5 separate regions of the Mus musculus genome follow, and regions 2, 3, 4 and 5 are each linked to region 1. The links are chromatin contacts, called in public HiChIP or PLAC-seq maps. All regions are on one chromosome and are shown on one strand. Each heading gives the region's core, a stretch centred on a gene start, on an enhancer-like site or on the middle of the called end of the contact. The rest is flanking DNA. Distances are from core to core; before and after follow the strand shown.

Region 1 (2,700 bases), core at 172-2,671:
ACGATGAAGGTCAGATATGAAATGGGACTTATAAGTCAAATTAAATAAACAACAACAAAAAAAGAGAGAGGAGCTTTGTATGTCAGGAACTCAAAACCATGGTTAACTCACCCCTCTATTGATCTTTTATAATTGAAGTTTGAAAAACTCTTGGAAAAGCCACTAAAAAATTACCACAGGTCAATCATTTATAAATCCAAGGGATAAAAAATAGAAATTCTGGATAATTTCATATTTCTTCTAGCTACCAGCTATATAGATGTATAAATATTGTTACCAACTATATAATTGATCTCCAAGCTGTTACAGTTGGACACTGCAATGTATACTAAACTATATTTCCAACTAAGAAACTGATACTGTGGCAAGCCTTGGTATCTAAAAGCATAAAGATATATTTTCCAAGTGGCAACTCTTCTTTCTTAGATAATTAAGAATATACATGCAGGAAAATATTAATAAGTAAATGTGGTTATATAATCTAATTGCCATGCATTAAATCATTTGTTCCTGGCTGTTAAGACATTAACATTGTAACATTACACATGTTCTTGTAAAATGCATTTTTCTCTAGAAAGATAAAATACCTAGCTAGCGTAAATTGCTCTGAATAGCAAAAATTGCATGATTTAAAAATAATAAATTGGTTGTTACGAGCCAGTCACTTCCCAATCAGATGGTATTCACATTACTCAGAGAACGCAGAGAACGCGTGCATCTCAAGATCTTCTTATATATTTACTATGATAAAGAGGGTCAGTTGAGTGTTTTCTCAAATGCTCTCAAAGTTGGTTAAAACAACCCAGAATTCATAAAATCTGGTATCCTGATGTTGACATTCCTCTGGCAGTAAAACTGAACACACACACACACACACACACACACACACACACACACACACACAGAGCAATCCAAATAACTTCGAAAACAGCAAGAGGCAAGCAAGCTACATTCCTTTCCATTTACCCACTTGCCTGTTCTGTGATATGTGCTGTTTATGCAAAATGCTTTAACCATGGGGTAAAACCGAAAGTTCTTAGTTTTCTAACTACTATTCAGCCACCCAGTATAAAATACTCAAAGACTTGAAAAATCAAAACAACTTACTAGTAACTTCCTACACTTGGCGACTTTCTCCGGAATGTTTGCCACACTTTTTCTGTCTCTGCTTGTCTCTCACATTGAAGTGCTAGCAACCACAGTCTAGAGGTTAACTTACTCTGAGGAAGCCGAAGCAAGAATCTTCTAGAAGTCCATCCACAGATCTTTGTCCCGGAGGAGAAGTCCCGTTTCTTCTTTCGAGTCACTGCTACATGTTGATTTTGATTTTCCTTATCGTGGACGGTTGGTTCTGTTTTACTCTGGTTTCTGAAGAGAATTCTTCTGAGGGTTCAGACTGGCTGCCAAAAGCTCTGCTCACACTCCTCCACTGTTTTTCCTTTCTCTGCCTCCCGCCAGTTCCTCAGCAGGGATCCTGTGGTTGCAGATGGTTGGCTTGACATATTGAAACGTTAGCAACTATCAAACCAGGAAGAAGCTAGGCTTTAATCCCCCCACCCCCTTTGGATTAAACCCCTAACAGAAGAGTGGATTCTCAAGAGTACTTTAAACAAAAATAGTATACAGGCCAGCTCAGAGAAGATGGAGCAGAAAAGAATTTCCTAAATTACAGAAGCAAACATACAAGTCAGGTCAGATGCTATTCTCAAAACCTCTCCTGGATCTTTTTTAAAAGCTGAATCTACACGTGGCAACGAAGCAATGTGGCTGTTTTCAGTGTAAGAGCGTGCATCTGAATTTTTACCCATACCTCAGTAGCACTGCGTGCATGCTGCCTGCACCGTGGTTCTTATGATAGAAAGCATAATATTGACAGAGAGATTGTATTCTCAGCCTGGGGAGACTGCTCACCAAATAGAGCACTAACCTAGCACGCATAAGGAACTGAGTTCGATTCCCAGATACCACGTAAAAATGTCAGGGATGTTGGCTTGGGGGATAAATTCTCAGTGATGCTGGGGGTGGGGGTGGGGGGAGACAGGAGGATCCCTGGAGCTGGCTGCTAACCCGTTTAGCCTTATTAGTGAGCTTTGTGGTCCAGACCAATAGGAGACTTTGTCTCTAAGGAGGTGGGCGGACGGACAATATTTCTAAGGATAATAGCCAAGGGCCAAAGTTGTCTTCTGGACTTTATCTGAATGCATACGCGTTTGCTATGTACCTGGCTCCAAAAGTGAGAGGTGGGGCAGGAGGAGGAAGAGAGAAAGAGAGAGGGAGAAAGGGGAGGAAGAGATTGTTATATTAATGTTAGCCTCCGGTTCCAGGAAGCAAGTTGCTCTGTGTCCAACCACTCGTTTTCGATATGTCCTGTTTGCCGTGTTATCAAGTGTTTAGAGCAGACAATGACCACATCATGAATATATGTGTACATGGAAGGCAAAGCATCACACAGATAGTAAATATCCCTTCAATCGTCTCAAGCCTTTTTACCCATTTGCTAATTATATTAGATCCAGAAACTACTTTTCCAAGTCTGTACAAGCATACTGAACTCATAGTCTGTAACAAGTTCTCTGATTGTTTCTGTATTGGCTAGTTTTGTGTCAACTTGACACAGCTGGAGTTATCACAGAGAAAGGAGCTTCAGTTGAGGAAATGCCTCCATGAGATCCAACTGTAAGGCATTTTCTCAATTAGTGA
Region 2 (2,700 bases), core at 96-2,595, 810 kb before region 1:
TGAGCTACCCAGTCATTGGCCCAAATGGACAGTAACTGATGGACTGACTTATAGTGCTGGTTTTTAAAATTTTAAACTTGTGCATGTCACGGTGTTGACCTCTTTACCCCAACTCCCTAACACACAGGAAGTTCCCAAGTTGCACACGAGTCAGGTCCCAGGAGCAAAACCAGACAGGCATCAACTTTGAAACTGACAAGAATGAAGAAGTTGGCTTCTGAGGTCCTTGCTACAGTCATTCAGCTGTCACTAGTCACGTGTTCCCCAGGAGTCTCTTTTTCAGGTGTTCTGGCCTGATCTGCTGGTATGACAGAAAAAAAAAAGTTTCTTGTCTGTCATATCCTCTGTAATCCGGCAGGAAACCCAAAATGTGCCTGCTGCAGTCCTAGGCTGAGCGCTTATCTGCTTCCTTGGGAAGAACGTGCATCAGAGTGTCCGGTTTAGGGGGATTTTCAACATGACCTCACCCTCTCCACCATTCACTGACCTCAGAAGGCATTACCCAAGTCACAAGTGCAGCTCGGATGGGAATCTAATGAGTGAGCCAGCCGCCAGCGACCTTCCTGGCACATCTCACGAGAACATCAACTCCAACTTCCCCTCAAACCAGGGCAGGTTATCAATAGTGCCCTGAGCTGCTAGGGTGAGGTGTTGATCAATAACGACATCTGACATCTACTTATCCTTCCAGATTCGGGATGGTTAGGATGACAAGGGGGCGGGGAAGGGTCGCTGCTAATTAAACGCACGATCTTGAAGGAAAGCTCTTGCCTGCCGGTAATACCAGAAACGGACAGGGAGGCTGAAGCAAGACGATTGTCACAAATTTAAGCCAACTTGGGCCGCAGGGATCTTGTCTCAAGAGTTAAAACAAAACAAAACAAAACAAGGCAAACTGTAACGAAGGAAGGCTTGCACTGGTCGGGTGCGGGGATGTCCCAGCCAATGGTCTCAAAATAGGTCGCGTGAAGGTGACAGCAAGCGGCGGGCGAGTAACTATGGGAAAGGGCAGTGGGATCTGTAGTGAGAAAGATGCCCCAGCGGAAAGGGGTCAGGATGGGCTTTGCTTACTCGCCTCGGGGCTCCGGGAAGCGGTGGCACTAAAGGGAAACAGAAACTCTGGATCCGCAGGCGCGCGCGCCCAGCCTGGCCCACGTGACCCGGGCTCCGCCGCTCTCCGAGCGCGCTCCCGGCTGCACAGGAGCGCGTGACTCCCGCCGCTGCCGCTCCCTCCTCCGCTCGGCGTGCCTGCGTGCGCGTACCCGAAAGGCAGCGGGCACGCGCACGCCCAGAGGGCCGCCGCCCCTCCCCGGGCCCGCCCTCCCTCCCTCCCTCCCTCCCTCCCACCCTCCCCCGGCCGGCGCGGCCCGCCCTGGCGAGTCAGTCCTCGGGTTCCCTCCCTCCCCGGGCGCGCTCGGGCCGCCGCTGCGCTCCCCGCCCTCCAGCCGCCTTGCCGGAGCCGCCCGCTGCCGGAGGAGGAGGTGGAGGAGCCGCAGGGGCCCGCCGAGGCGGCGGCGGCGGCAAGATGGCGGACTTCCTGCCGTCGCGCTCCGTGCTGTCCGTGTGCTTCCCGGGCTGCGTGCTGACGAACGGCGAGGCCGAGCAGCAGCGCAAGTCCAAGGAGATCGACAAATGCCTGTCGCGGGAGAAGACCTACGTGAAGCGGCTGGTGAAGATCCTGCTGCTGGGCGCGGGCGAGAGCGGCAAGTCCACCTTCCTGAAGCAGATGCGGATCATCCACGGCCAGGACTTCGACCAGCGCGCGCGCGAGGAGTTCCGCCCCACCATCTACAGCAACGTGATCAAAGGTGCGGGGCGCGGCGGGGCTCGGGGACCCCTGGGGAGCCGGGCCGGGCACCGCCCTCATCCGCCGGGTCCCCAGTCGGAGGAGACCGAACGGGATCAGATCGGACGGGCGAGCGGGTGGGCGCGCCTTGGGCACCGTTCTGTGCGCCCTGTTGCCCTGGTCCCTTCGATCCGGGACGCCCCGCTGTCCCCCCCGTGCTACCCCGGTGAGGGTCACGGTCGGCCCAGCACTCCGCGGCTGGCCTCGCCCCCTCCAAGAGGGAAGTGCGGCGAGTAGGGTGACTCGGGGCAGCGGGGCAACTTGTGTCCTCCCTGCACTCCGGGCAAGACCACCCATCAGTAGCCCCAGGTCCTACACTCCCTATCCCTTCCTATCCTTCTTTCCTTTCTGCCCGTCCCTGGTGGGTGACCCTAGTAACCGGGTATGTTACCCTTCCAGCTTTGGGCTTCCTAGGCCACCTCTTGACTTAAGCAAGTTCTGGAACGGTTGTAATGAGGAAACTTTTTTTTTTTTTTTTTTTTTTTTTTTACCCTGAGACTCTTGTCAAGGGCATAGAGTGACAGCCTCTAGAGCCTTTTGGGGCAAGAGTATGAAACTCACGTTTACTGAACTGGCATCAGGAAAGTCTATTAAAAAAAATTAGCGCGAGTGGTTTTATCGGCTCATTGCTACAGGATGTTTGTAATCACAGTTCAACATGTTGCACACTTTTTTTTTTCTTAATAACTCGAGACAGGAGAAAAAAACAGTATCATTTCATATCATTTCTAATGCTTTCATGAATTTATGTTTAAATACATGTGCTGGACTGCATGGTGGGCTTCACAAATCCTGTTGAACAGTATTTTAAATACTGTTCCTTAAGTGAAAACCACCCAATATTTTTATTCCTT
Region 3 (2,719 bases), core at 15-2,514, 870 kb before region 1:
ACGATCTGAAAATGACGTTCGACTTTGGACCACCAGACTTGGGCAGCCTCTTGTCCTTTCAGGAGCTGGGAGCTGCACTGTCTACTCTCCTGAGTGAGACAGTGTTCCCTTCTGTTTACGGCATGGCCCTTACATCTCTTCTATCTGGCTTCTCGGGGAGATGACCAGGTGTGCCGAATGTCCTGGTGTGCCCAGGTCTGTCCAGCTTTTAACATCTTGTAGATTAGGATACTTAGTCACCAACTGCACCCAGTTGCTAAGCTCCAGAGGCTCAAGGCAGGGAGGGCCCAGCTTGTCACAGAACATCCATCGGGCTAATTCCCTCAACAGGATAATCCTATGAAAAGTGGCATGAGCCAGAGGTAGGGCAGACAAGTGACCTGGGACTTAATCCTGTGAGTGTCTCTTCCCACACTGTCTAACTTAAAAGCCCAGAACTAAATGAACCACTTTGTCCCCAAACACGTCACCCCATAGGTACATTCCACCTCCCACATGTCCATCGGGAACGGACACCCTGTTCTGGCCATTAGCCATCGACAAGAAACGGTTCTAACTATACAGAAAACACACAGATTGCCATCCTGGGATCAGGGGAGGCTCTTGATCCCACAAATCACATTTTCCTGGTCTTTTTATACACACAGGCATACACACACTTAAAAATCCTGCTGTTTAGTATTGGGGGAAATGTTCATTTAATAGCCGATTCCTTGTAACAATATAGGCTGTCTCAAATCACCGCGCAGCTTCAAGCACTCTCCTGAGTAACAGGTTGTTTTTGGCCTGCAGCAGACCATCACGGCTGCCTTCGAATTCTCCACTACAGTTTACGCGAAAACCCAATCATTATGGTTTTTAAATACAACACATAGAGCCACATAGAAGTCATTTAGTAAAATTGGGCAGCGCGGATCGACCTAGATGGACGCCCTCTGCCCCTGCCCAATCTTCCCTTGGACACTCCACATACTGGGTCCCCGCCCACTTGCCAGGGTCCAGATGGGGATTCCCAGGGTACCTTTTGGAGAAATGCCATCCTCGGCCTGTACTGCTGGCCTTGGTGTCGGATCGTCATTCTGGACCCTGGATGAATTCACGACCACAACACGAATGGGAGCGAAAGGGGAAACCCCCAAGTTCACAAGCCAGCCTGGTCTGCCCCAGCCTGGGCGTAGACCGGGAGGCACAGAGAGCGGAGCGCGCAGGGCCCAGAATACCGCCCTCCACCCCTCGACTCTCCCTCGCACCCGCCGACATGCAAAGCAGCTGGAATTCGCGCCAACCAATCAGCGAGCAGCGCCGCGCGCTCATTAGCATGCACTGCGCGGGCTCCCACCTGCCACCAGGGGGCGGCGTCCGGCTCCACCTGGACCAAACCTCAGGTAGGAAGGCCAGATCAGGGATGCTGAAGCTAGAGCATCTGCCCCAAGGTGTGTGAGCCTGTTAATCTCTTTATATACAGAAGTGAGACAGAGCACAGTGGGAAAGGAGCTTTCCGACGCCAGCTTGCAGGAGAGTTGGACATCTTTGGGTAAGTCAGCGCTAAGAATTTCTTTATAAGAGAAGAGAAAATTTTAAACAGTTTCATGGTATCCAATAGAAGTGTCCATGAAGCTTCTAATAGATAAGTGAGCAACGCTGTGATTGTTCCTAGATAGATATTTAAGATAAAAAAAAATACCAGATGTAGACTTTTATTAATTGGCCTAACAAATAGACTAACTAGTAAGATGTTGGTTTCAAGAGAGGAAGAAGTGAAGAAGCCCATAGACACTCTTTAGCTAACTGTGTGCCCTTAGGCAAATTATATTTTACTTCTAATTCCCGATACTTGTATTTGTTTGTCTTTAATAGACTCTTAAAGGAACTTTTAAACTGACCTAAAAATTGGGCAGATGGGACAGAATAGATGCCTCCAGAGTGGCCACCTGCTCCACACATTCATAACCCCCCTCCAGGGTCAACCTGTCTGGGGAGATTGGTATGTGTCACCAATTGATGAGCCTATATTGGCATATATCCAGAAAAAAAAAAAAAGGATGAAGCCTCCACTTAGTCTACACAAGCAGGATAGATATACAATGTCGCATCTCGCATGTTTAAGTTGAAAAAGAACAAAGGGATTCGCCTTAGTGGTGCTCAGTCAACTGGTATACCTTTAGCATCTAAGCCCTTATCCACTATTTTTTTTTCCTTTCAGGCACATTTATTTGTAAGAATCCGTTGAACGCTGTGGACACTCTCAGAAAGCATGCTCACACACATGTTCACATAACACTGACTCCAGTTTGCAAACAATGTCAAAGTGCTCGTTTCCCCTGGGCCCCATGCAGAAGCCCCCACATCACAAACTTCAGTGAAAAGGATGTGAGCTCTCCAGGGATGGGTTGATGCAGAGGACCGGGGTTTCTGCCAATCATACCAGACCTCTGAGAAGCGTGTTCCTTATGTGAGCTGGGATCCCAGGAAAAAGCTGCAATGTCTTGACGTTTCCTCATGGAACAACTTCTGGGTTTAGTGTTACACGGAATACACATAAGCAAATAAAGCCAGCATTTCTTAGTTCTATAAATTCTGAGTAAGGAAAATAGAGGTGATTTCCTAAGGGGGTGGATTGGGAGCTTAAGTCATTCAGCAATGAGGAAAATCGAAAATGTAAGGAATTGTGCTCAGCTCTAGAATAGGAGCCGTCGTAGAGAGCATGCTGCTCACTGTC
Region 4 (2,700 bases), core at 94-2,593, 520 kb before region 1:
ATGTTCAGAGCCCTTATCATAGTCTGGGTATTCCAAGACAAAGTCAGGCTTAAAAAGGTGAAATTTACAAACACCACTTAACCCAAATATCTTAACTGGGGATCACTGTGAAAATTATGCAGGAGATATTGTAACCTTTTTTGGTACTAAGTGTTAAATCCGTGATATTTTCTACGCACATTGCCCTAGCACATACACGATGAGGCTGTCAACACCTTGCAGCTACTCAGAACCACACACTGCAGGGGCCTATTTTATTTATGTATTTATTTAGGCCCACTTTATTTATTTAATTCATATGCCTAAAATTGTGTCCCTTGCTTTCATTTTCACATACTTAAGGGGAAAGTTGACTGAAGGAATAATGAAGTCGCCTTTTCTCTTGTTTTCTCATGCAGCTCAGATTTCTTGCTTGGTCAATGATTTGATCTGCCCATCTGTCTGTACTGCCCATGACGCAGTCTGGCATAATAGGAGGCTAGGGCATTATCAGGACTCCGGGCTCCTCTTGGAAGTCTCCCTACATCTGGTGCTTCTGTAGGCACGGTAGGGCCTCCATTGATGACAGCTCACTTGTGGAGACAGTAGTCAGATTAGCCAAGCAGAGGCTTGATAGGGGCTCAGATTTCCTGGACCGGATGACAGGCCCGAGTCCGGAACCCCGGGTATTGCGGGGGTCTACACAGGATGCGCGCTCTGTCCATCAGGAGCATCTCAGCATCCGCTTGCGCTCAGCTGTGGTAGATCCGCTAGGGCCTCCTCCTCTTCCAACAGCAGGGATCTCCTTGTCCGCCCAGCGTCCTGTAACCCCATCCCCCTCCCTGCCGTCCCATAGCACCCAGGGCGGAGTCGCCCACCTGTCACCGAATCGTCCCACGTGGGTCTGCGGTAGGAGGGTCGAAGGGAGGGAGAAAAGACAGAGGCGTGGAGGGAGGCAGACGCAAGAGCCACCGAGGAACCGAGGAGAGGCTGAGATCTCCGAACAGCTAAACAATCTAGAGGACCCCCCACCACACCTGGTAAGGAAGGGACAATAAAGGAGACAGAAACGGGTTAGCAGAAAGAGAAGGAAAAAGATGAGAGCGATGAAGGGGCTACGTATACGCGACAAGATAAAGATGGAGAGGTGCCCTGCAAGAGAACGGTTCTAGCTAGATGACGACGGGCTAAGGGTAGGGGGTGGGAGTAGCCGGTGGTGGGCTTGAGGGGGGTGGGGATGGGGTTGGAGGAGGATCCTAGGCGTCTGCGCCTTTAAGGTTGCCAAGGCAACCGCCCTGGCCAGAGCGAGGCGCATTGACGTCAGCAGCCGAACGCTGATTGGCCGCGGTCGGCTGGTTTCCGGTGGAGCCGTCGCCGAGCCGCTATCGCAGAGTGGTAGTGAGGCTGCGAGCTGAGCCCGCTGGACGCTCGGTCACCCCGGCCGCCTCGCCCTGCGTTAGCCCCTGCTCGTGCCGCCGCCCGCCCTCAGGTGAGTGCGGGCCCGAGGCCTGACCGGGGAGTCGCCGGCCGCGGCGCTCCGCTGCGCGTCCCTGAAGGCGCGGGAGCGAGCCAAGATGGCGCCCCGGGGAGCGCGCTGCGGGGGGACGGCCGCACCCCCTGCGCCTCCGAGGCGGCCTCGGGGCCTGTCGCAGGCCTCGCACTGTCCCCCGGGGTCCGCCCTTGCACCGTTCCCCGCGGGGCCGTAGGCCGCCCCTGCCCCCCGCCGTTCCGCCCCCGTCCTGAGTGTCTCCGGGTCCCCGGTCCTGCGCTGCCCTCGGCTCCCCGGCCGCCTCCGCCCCCGCGCGCCGCGGCCTCGGCGCCCGTCCTCCCTCCCCCACTTCCTGAAGGACAAGAGCTCGGTATTTTTTTTTTTTTTTTAAACCGGAATCCGCCATGGCTTTTCGGTCTTAGCCTCGCCACTCGGCTGTAGTCTTCATCTCTGCCCAGTCGTTTCTTCTGCCCTGGCTTCCCCCCTCCTCTTCGCGGGCTCGTCTCCCTCCACCCCTCCGCTCGGTGATTTCAGCCTAGCTCCATTTCCCTTTGTCCCCCTAACACTTCTCGTCCTTTCCAGCCCCCACCACCGCCCACCCCAGCCTCCCCAGGCCTCCCGCTCCGCTCCACTCCACGTCTGCGGCCTCCTGCCTGGTGGGGGATGAGGGGCCGTCTTGCTGCTCTCAGTGATCATGACCGTGGCCTAAGTGAAGTGAAGGGCACTTTCCTGCCCTCCCTCGTGAAAATACGCGGCGCCCGTTAACCCTTAACTCCAGCCCAGAGCGGGTGTGGGGACAGCCGATGACTTGAGGGAGCCAGGATAGATAGGTTTCTTGAGCAGAGAAATGAAGGCTCGCATTTAGATGATGACCCCCACCCCACCCCCCAGGCTGTGTTAGTGTTACTTGGCATCCTTTAGATGTGGGCCCTGTCAGCAACAGGCTCCCAAAGGCGGTTTAAATATGTCCTCCAGTATAGTCCTTCTGAAAGCAAGAGTGTCATCAGAACCGAATTTCCTCAAGAATCCCCCTTCTTACGAATACTCGATGCAGTGATGATGGTTTTAGTGTTTGTTTTGGAGAGAAGCTAAGTTGTGGGGTTTTTAAAAAGTAAATACAAACGTGGAACCAAGACATACCCGATTAAAAATCCTAAGGCCATAAAATTAGATTATTTGGCGTTTCACATGATGACTGGTGTTTGTATTTTCTTTACCAGTGCCTGCCTTTT
Region 5 (2,700 bases), core at 182-2,681, 560 kb before region 1:
AACAAAATCCCAAGAAAATGCCACAAGGTACCCCACTTAATAGTTTGTGCATATTACATATCTATGGCTATGGGGAGATGTTGTAAGATGTACTTTTTTATTGTGGGTTGTGGTCAGAGGCAGCCTGAGAGTCACTCATGTAGCCAAGCTGTCGAATTACTGGATTATATGATTACACACACAGATTTTTCAAACAAAGACATATTGTTCAGAGCAGGGGTTTTTCAAACAGAAACACAAAGGGAATGAAAACCAGGGCTGCTTATGGCCTTAATTACACCAACGAATGAATGTTCAATATTAGCACAGTTCAGCTAGCAGCAGCCAAGGCACAAGCCTGAAGCTGAGCCCAAACCAGGAACAGAGCAGAAACTGGTACAGCCGGAAGTGGGACACTGGGAAGTGGTCATCCCTGCCCTGATGCTTCAGGGCTCCACATTCCAAAGAGATTAATCCATATGGTCCCCAGGCTGGCTTGCACAAAAACAGGGAAGAAAACAGTAGCTTGTGTCTTAAGATTCAATCCTGCAGATGCCTAGAACTCAGGCAAGCAATCCCTTGTTTATGGACCAAAGTCTAAACGTTGACCATCATAGTGAAACATTAAAAAGCCACTTAAAAGCAACAGGGTGGAGCGCCTGCTTCAGGGATGGGAAGCTGTCTGGGGCAGAGAAAGGGCTCCTGAGCTTCCAGGAGATTCCTGGGACTGGGTGGACAGCGAGTAAACACAGAAAGGCAAATAAAGAAAAGCTTCCTACGGCCAAAGAGACCAGCCAAGATGCCCAGTGCTGGGGCTGGTCGGGCCACAGGGATAGACTGACTGTTTGTCCGAGGCCCTGCCCAAATGCCACGTTGAGATACTCAAGGACAAATGGTAAAGTTTTTCTTCATCTTTCCGACTCTCTGCATCCTCCCTCTTGAGTCAAGTTGCACATTCCTCCCTTCCCTCACCTTTGTTTTGGTCCCTGATCTCCCTTTCGGTCACTAGGTGGCCCACACCAAGTCCCTCCCCCACATTCAAGGTCCCCCCTCCGCCCTCCTTGCTGACTTGTTTGGGTCACCCTAGCCGGCTCTTTCTGGCAGGCGCTGGCTGGCAGTCGTCTGGGTGGGCTCAAACCCCTACAGCCGAGCAACGCCGCGACACAGGCTGCCCTGCCGAGGTACCATCGGCGCGCAGGCCCCGGCTAGCCACCAGTTGCGTTACAGGACAACACCCTTTGGTGGCGACATTCTGTCCCCCACTTCCCTGGCCAGGGGGCTGGCGCCGTGGCTTACGTGCAGTCTTGGTTGAAAGAGAAGCAGCTGAGCGCCGCCTCCACTCGGCCCGGAGGGGCATCTGCGGCTTCGGCCTCCATCGGGGGCTCGACCCGAGAAGCCGCAGCTCTGAGCGGGGGACAGCCACCTCAGCAGCCCGCCCGCGCCGGCTCCGTGGGCCGGCTTGCCGCGTCGGTCCCGCCCCGGGCTCGCCTCCAGACAGACCCCGCCCACTCAGATACCACTTAGCTCCGCCCCTCCATCGTAAGACCCCGCCCTTACACGATTCCCATTTAGCTCCGCCCCACTCCAAACCCCCGCCCCTCCTTCAGAGAATCGGCTGGGTCCTAAAACAGCCAGGCCACGCCCCTGCCTCAAGTACCGCCCCTCTCGGCTCTAGCCCTGCCTGGGACCTTCAGGACCCGCCCTACACATTTCCCACTTAGCCTCGCCCTCTCCACTTCGGGCACCTAGCCCCACCCCCTCACAGCCCTAGCTCCGCCCTGAGCCAACCAGGCCCCGCCCCGAGCCTCCTTCTACCTAGCTTGGTAGCCCCGCCCCCTCTCCAGGCCGTCTCTGTCCCCACCCCGCCTCTTTATCACTGGGAACAGAACTGCTGACCGAACAGAGCCTTCCGCAGACAGCCAGGATTGGCCACCAACTCTTTTAGTCAATCAATAGGGCTAGTGGGCGGGACAGCTGTTGACGACCCGCCCCCTAGTCGGAGAAACCGTTTGCCATTGGCCGAAGGTGCGCGAGGCAAAGGCAGCAGGCCACGTGGTGGTGTTTTCATTGCCAGAGCGTCCAGAGGGTGAGGAGGAGGAGTGGAGCTTCAGGCTTCAAGCCTGCCTTAGCGTCGGAGACAACGCCAAGGAGGCGGGCGGACGCCTGCTTCCTTGCCCGCCCGCTAAGCTTACAGCAGTTGTAGTTGAAATCAGTAGACATCAAAGTCCAGCCGTTTTGGAGAGCCCTTAAGCTTCTCGGAAAAAGATCCCCAGCCGATTAAGAAGCCACATACAGCCCCACAGTTGAGAAAGAGCTCTTGCTAACCCCGACCCTTACATTAACAATATTACCTTGGTATGTTCCTACCCGATTTACTGAAAACCCGGTTAAAGCACTGGCTAGACTATATTATCTAAAACCAACAATACACAGCGGCATGTGAAAGGGTCTTCTTTCAGGACTTGTTATCATACAACTTTGCTCAGCAGTATTTGACCAGACATTCGATTTGTATAGAAAGGAGAGAAACTAGAATACTGTACAAGACAGTACAGCTTGAAGCTCATGTCGTTTGAGATGCATTCTGAAGCAAACTGGAGATTTGCTTCCCAAGCTTGTATACAATTGGTTGTGAGGTGCCTGGTGTGGGTTCTGGGGAACAGAATTCCGCTCATCAGTAAAAACACTGCTGAGCCATCTCTACAGCCTCTGAAATCTTCA

What was found. HiChIP or PLAC-seq counts read pairs in DNA pulled down with a chosen protein or histone mark.
Region 2: an H3K27ac HiChIP or PLAC-seq map of microglia shows a contact between it and region 1, with 5 times the contacts expected there. The contact joins the promoter of Gna13 here to the promoter of Abca9 in region 1. A contact is called at or near these places in 2 of 115 datasets of contacts at active chromatin or transcription factors (bone marrow-derived dendritic cells and microglia).
Region 3: a contact with region 1 is called in an H3K27ac HiChIP or PLAC-seq map of microglia, with 4 times the contacts expected there. The contact joins the promoter of Rgs9 here to the promoter of Abca9 in region 1.
Region 4: an H3K4me3 HiChIP or PLAC-seq map of bone marrow-derived macrophages shows a contact between it and region 1, with 4 times the contacts expected there. The contact joins the promoter of Prkar1a here to the promoter of Abca9 in region 1. A contact is called at or near these places in 9 of 39 promoter capture datasets (the 3T3-L1 cell line, the C10 cell line, cranial neural crest and 5 more), 1 of 484 Hi-C or Micro-C datasets (uterus), 8 of 115 datasets of contacts at active chromatin or transcription factors (the NIH/3T3 cell line, SST interneurons, bone marrow-derived macrophages and 4 more) and 3 of 9 other capture datasets (adipose tissue, liver and macrophages).
Region 5: an HNF4G HiChIP or PLAC-seq map of pancreatic cancer cells shows a contact between it and region 1. The contact joins the promoter of Wipi1 here to the promoter of Abca9 in region 1. A contact is called at or near these places in 5 of 39 promoter capture datasets (frontonasal cranial neural crest, hippocampal neurons, liver and 1 more), 1 of 115 datasets of contacts at active chromatin or transcription factors (pancreatic cancer cells) and 1 of 9 other capture datasets (adipose tissue).

What each region holds. Positions count from the first base shown.
Region 1 is chr11:110,166,732-110,169,431 of GRCm38.p6, forward strand. It overlaps Abca9 (ATP-binding cassette, sub-family A (ABC1), member 9), which reads right to left and starts at 1,422. Exons shown (of 39, transcript NM_147220.2): 1 at 1,220-1,422.
Region 2 is chr11:109,361,449-109,364,148 of GRCm38.p6, forward strand. Gna13 (guanine nucleotide binding protein, alpha 13) reads left to right here and starts at 1,346. Exons shown (of 4, transcript NM_010303.3): 1 at 1,346-1,808. The coding sequence starts at 1,526. Gm11696 (predicted gene 11696) reads right to left here and starts at 2,206. Exons shown (of 2, transcript NR_038097.1): 1 at 1,658-2,206.
Region 3 is chr11:109,296,917-109,299,635 of GRCm38.p6, forward strand. It overlaps Rgs9 (regulator of G-protein signaling 9), which reads right to left and starts at 1,265. Exons shown (of 19, transcript NM_011268.2): 1 at 1,022-1,265. The coding sequence starts at 1,078. It overlaps Gm39441 (a long non-coding RNA gene), which reads left to right and starts at 1,314. Exons shown (of 3, transcript XR_880277.3): 1 at 1,314-1,534.
Region 4 is chr11:109,649,606-109,652,305 of GRCm38.p6, forward strand. It overlaps Prkar1a (protein kinase, cAMP dependent regulatory, type I, alpha), which reads left to right and starts at 1,344. Exons shown (of 11, transcript NM_001373913.1): 1 at 1,344-1,468.
Region 5 is chr11:109,609,958-109,612,657 of GRCm38.p6, forward strand. Wipi1 (WD repeat domain, phosphoinositide interacting 1) reads right to left here and starts at 1,432. Exons shown (of 13, transcript NM_145940.2): 1 at 1,276-1,432. The coding sequence starts at 1,355.